2 separate regions of the Bicyclus anynana genome follow, and region 2 is linked to region 1. Evidence: chromatin contacts called from public Hi-C data. All regions are on one chromosome and are shown on one strand. The core of a region is the stretch at or near the end of the contact, and the rest is flanking DNA. Distances in the headings are between cores, read along the strand shown.

Region 1 (2,771 bases), core at 141-2,640:
TATGAAAGATATTAATATAGCTGAACATTATTATATAATGATTTATTTATTTTGCTATCATCCGCGAAAACTCGGCGAACCCATGCGACAACGTCACCCAGGTCCGACAAAATACTCTCTACGTACGTTTCACCCCGAAACCGGAGCATCCTCAGGAGATGTTGACTCTACAACGTGCAATTGCAAAGTAGAGTCAACATCTCCTGAGGATGCTCCGGTTTCGGGGTGAAACGTACGTAGAGAGTATTTTGTCGGACCTGGGTGACGTTGTCGCATGGGTTCGCCGAGTTTTCGCGGATGATAGCAAAATAAATAAATCATTATATAATCATGATGAACTTCCGCAAAGTAACGCCTGCTTCTATCCAATATTTAGCTGAACATTGTTTGCCGGGTCCGTAAGTATATGTAAAATATAGACAAACCAACTTTGTAGTCTTCAAAAAAGTAGATTACATTCGGCTGTAGATATATATGTTTTTTCAATTCAAGAAATTGCATATTTATTTTACAATTCATCATCTTCATATTAGCCGACAGAAATTCACTGCTAAATATAGCCCTTTTGTAGGGACTTCTGAATGAACATATCGTCCCTATGCCAGCCCCTTAAGACTGATACGGATGGCTCCATGTGATATGTTCAATGTCATTACTATCTTCTACAAATTCCAAAACGGTAAAGCAAACAAAGCTAAAGACTTATTAGGTACAAAAAAAAACGCAGCCCTAGTAGCACAAGTTTTAAGTCTGTATCTGTCTTAAGCGTAAGTTGCCATATTGATGACATTTGTACTAATTTAGTAATTTTAATAATACAGTTTGTTATTGTCAGTTGATTACCCTCAGTCATTCATAGATTATACGTTTACTATTTTACACAAAAATGTTACCCTTGGACCACCCTACGATACTTTAAACGTCGCAGGTTCACGACTAGAATTGAAAGTCATTTTTTTTAAATGAATAACTTTAGATAAGACTTATTATTTAACCCTCACGACAATGGAATTTAACAATTTCATTTTATATTTTATCAGTTGATTGTTACACTGATCGTAGGAACCAGCATCCGACTCAATGTTCTCTGCGAAACATATATGATGGCCTAAACAAGGAATTTTAAACCACGGATATAACTAAATAACTAGTTCAATGTCTTTAACTTAAATATTACCTACCAAGTGCCTATGTACTTTTTGTAACCTACTAAAACAGCGTAAATAAAATGGAAGCTATTATAAAAATCTATCTGGTAACATTGTAAAGTAACTGTCACTTGTCAAAAGTGCGAGTGAAACAGAACAGAATGTCTAGGCTAGAAACTGAGATAGAGAACAACGAATCAAGGCCGACTGCCTTCCGAGCCGATGTCGTTCGAACAAACTTTGGCAGCCGAGAGGAGACGAAAGTCAAAACGTCTGTTTTTGACGCAGCAGCGCAAACTAAGTGCGCAGGCAGTGCGACGAATTATCACGTTCGTAGGCCACATAGAAGTGATGTAAATAATATAATAAAACCCACGTAACGTAAACAAGGACTATTTTAGTACTTACAAATGCATATGTACCTAATAAATTGCGTGTCGTGAAACTAAAAACCAAAGATTACGTCCAGTGGTAAATACGACACAAGTGACAAATTGACTTTTTATAGACAACGTAATAAACATTTATTAATATTTATAATGCATTCGTGATTTGTCGATAGTAAAGCGAACTTTGTTTTGTAAAAGGACTATAGTTTTTCTTGGAGTAAAATAATATCTAGGAACGCCGTGTATTGGATGAAAAGAAAGGCAAGTATGTCCTTTGTTGTGGTCGCCTTCACCTCTAGAATAATTCACAATCATTGTTCACTAATCATGTACATTTCTATTTAGAATCTAATTACACTGAAAAATCTATACCAGTGTTACGAAACACTGCTACGTACTACGTAAAGCACAAAGTATTTGCGTCATATATTGGATATAACTAAAAATAATTACATATAAGTACCTACCTAGTTCTGTAATGTTAATACAACAACCAATACAATGTTGTTGAATCGATAGTGATAGGGGTTGTGTAATATATAAAAACAACAAACAAGCTATGCATGTACGTAGGTACATTGTAATTATATAGGGTGTCCTTTTCCTTTGTTGTCGGATCAATCAGCTGTTTTGTGCACACATACACAGAGTGGGCGAGACTCGAGTCTCGACTCGACTCCGATCAGAACCGGTCTGACCACCGTCATGAGTGTCGGTGACTGTATCTCTACGCTTTATGTATGTACGTAGATTACTTTTATGCGAGTGCATATTATGTAGGTATTGCATATAATATAGATGCGTATTGTTGCAGAGAAATCAGCTCGTGTGTTTGGCATTTAAACTGAATAAGTAGGTTAAGTAGTACCTACATAGAGCACAATATTGAAATACATGACTCTTGACAGTACGGGTTCGAAATTCAGATCGTATTTAACTAAGTAGAGGGTTTGTAGTTCGGCTAGATTAGTGATTCCCAAAGTGTATATCGACCCCTGGGGGTCTATGACAAACTACATGGGGTCTATGTCAGCGAAAAAAAATTTGGGGGTTCAATAAATGAAAATGTTTTCCACGATAGTCGATCATACACTGATAGTACCTATTTTTTACATCATATTATATTATAATATAAAAACATATACATTATTTTAAAAGTAACTATGAAGTAAAACAATTTATTATATATTTTTATAAAATTGTGTAAGTTGTAGGATACAGAAAATCAATATCA
Region 2 (2,771 bases), core at 140-2,639, 150 kb after region 1:
CCTGTGTATACCTTAAAAAAGTGGCTACACGAAACTCTTGACTAAATTTTCATGCCCTTCGAGGTTATACTCTTGCTTAAGCGATAATTTTACCACAAGACAAACATTATAGATTAGCTCAGATTAATAAATTATTATGTTTATCATGGTTAAAGCAATTTACGCATACACAATAATATAAAGAGGAGGTCGAGCCAACACCAGTAAGTCCGCGGGTGCCACAAAGTTATCAAAAATGCCTTTTGTAGTTAACAGACTACTTAAAAGAGGTTATGTTCCGATTTCAGTGTAAACGTGGGGTGCGGACCGGCGGAGGAGCGCGTGCTGCTGACGGGGCTGCACGCCGTGGCCGACATCTACTGCGAGTGCTGCAAGACCATGCTGGGCTGGAAATATGTGAGTACATACTCTACATGTGAACGTGACATCTACTGCGAGTGCTGCAAGACCATGCTGGGCTGGAAATATGTGAGTACATACTCTACATGTGAACGTGACATCTACTGCGAGTGCTGCAAGACCATGCTGGGCTGGAAATATGTGAGCATGAATCAGTGGCGTAGCTACGTAACCACGGGCCTTGGTGCAAATAAAAAAAGTTATAAGTTCAGTTCGATCGCGATATTCTGATATGGATTAGAGGGATCCCTGAGCTTTTAGGGCCCCAGGGCATTGTAGCCTATGCCCCTGTGTAGCTACTCCATTGGCATGAATACCTTTTCTTTTCAAATCAGTAAACTGTGAAGTGAACTTTAGTAATGAGTAACGTATATTAGTTATTTTTGCGATTCTCGTTTGTGTAATGAGCCGAATTGCACACTAGACAGTACGAGGTGCTACGATGGCCGTCATTGCATTGGCATACAATACTTTTTCTACGACCGTAATAATATAAATTAAACTTGGTAATTAATATATAAATTATTATTGGCGCTAGGCATCCTACATTTTTTATTGGCGTGTCCTCCTAGATTTTGTCTCTTTTATGGAAGCCTTAATTTTTGTAGCCCATGCCATGGAACTATTTAAAAATTAAAAAAAGTCATTGGAGCATGGTTTACCCGTGTGGTAATAAACATTACCAAATGACCTGTAGGAATAAATAGCTTTGTGACATGGTTTAAGGTTCTAAATTAAGAGTAGAAAAACATTGTTTCAACTATAAAGTACCTATTTCACTTTTATTATAACACCTAACCAATGAAAAAGATTGATCGATACGATCCAAGTCTAATATATCCGTGTTATTCATTTCCAGGAGTACGCGTTCGAGTCGAGTCAGAAATACAAAGAGGGCAAGTTCATAATCGAGCTCGCTCACATGGTGAAAGAGAACGGGTGGGACTGAGTGCCGGAGACTAGTGTGTGCTCGGACTATAGTGCTGTGACATGAACGGACCGAGACTCGAGTCAATTAACCAGCCGATCGGCATCGGGATGTGAAGTGATCGGGATCGGGATATGCCACCACGCAGGCTCGAACCCTCGTGATGACGTCACAGGCGAGGCCTCCTCGCCCACCTACGTAGCACAGAGCGAATCGAGGCGCACGAACCAGTCGTAGTCGGAAAGAGATTATTTTTGTCATACTGTAAAAAATATTATTGGAATATCGGCGACGACTGGTTCGTGCGTCTCTGAAGTAAACGAGCGATCCCGACGGATTGGTATTGAATGATTGTACGGAATTGACCGATTGTCATTAGGCTTCAAGCGCTTGAGCACAGTGGTTACATACACATAAGTAATCGATCTCAGCCGCCCAGCGTTGGGCAGTGGGCTTACAATTTATACTAATTTTTAGTTTATAATTAAAAAAAAAACGATTTTAGTTTCGCCGCTGACGCGCGACTTACCCTTAAGTTGTATTAGGTTATTTTACACGTAATCGCTGTATTGAGAGAACACTAATACTTTCTCTTGTCCCCTTAACCTGTGATAAGTATGTTAGTGTAGAGTTTTGAATTTCTTGAACGATTTTTTCTCAAAAGAGTTGCTCAGAGATGTCAGATGTATGTTCCTAATGATTTCAGCTGTACAAGATGGCTTTTATTTTTTTTTGTTTTTACTTTTTTACATAGAGAACTAGTCGAAACAATGTGTTTGCGGAGTTAAATTCCGTAATTAATTTGCGCTAATTATTATGATTTTGAATTTTTAGTTAGATCATCATTTTGATTGTCCAGCTGTATCTGTATATGATTTTCTTTTGGAGGAATACTTACAGAGTTTAAAGTTAATTTGATCTTTTTTGTTTACTTGATAGTCGGTAAACGGAGATGATTCGACGCGATCGTGATCAATTTTTATATAGAAGAAGGTTTAGGAGCGAGTTTTATTATTCATTTATTGTTTCCATTAAAAGTATAATAATATTTAATTAGTAGAAACATTTAACCCCGTATATTTTATCTTAATATGCATATGGTACTTCATTTAATTAATAATAATGATGTTATCCGTGTAAGAAATATGCATGAGCTTCGATTTACCAATGAATGTATCGATATGTCGACGATGGAAATTCGTACAACCCTATTACTACATTTGCGGAGGCGACTTGCGTGATGTGACGATGTGATTACGGACGATGTGTATGACGTACTATGATAACGTACTTGATTGGTGTCTCCATTGCAAGTTAAGTGTATCTAATTAACCTAAAGAGCATTTCCATATTATTTATACAACAATATAGTATAGTACGAGATCCAGCATAAGGAATATATATTTCTAATAACGGCTCTTAGACCAGTACCTTGTGAAACTAT

The links. Hi-C and Micro-C count contacts between places; a contact is called where the count stands out from the background.
Region 2: a contact with region 1 is called in a Hi-C map of whole body, with 4 times the contacts expected there. The contact joins the enhancer-like site here to the promoter of LOC112049830 in region 1. A contact is called at or near these places in 2 of 2 Hi-C or Micro-C datasets (whole body and whole larva).

What each region holds. Positions count from the first base shown.
Region 1 is chr14:14,198,139-14,200,909 of ilBicAnyn1.1, forward strand. LOC112049830 (protein yippee-like) reads left to right here and starts at 1,391. Exons shown (of 6, transcript XM_052885268.1): 1 at 1,391-1,798.
Region 2 is chr14:14,348,577-14,351,347 of ilBicAnyn1.1, forward strand. It overlaps LOC112049830 (protein yippee-like), which reads left to right. Exons shown (of 6, transcript XM_052885268.1): 5 at 288-396; 6 at 1,259-2,771. The coding sequence ends at 1,348. Among protein-coding and RNA genes, the nearest start is that of LOC112049829, 29 kb to the right of the region's middle. Within about 2 kb of position 1,390, at least 8 of the 8 cell types and tissues checked have open chromatin away from gene starts, as enhancers often do.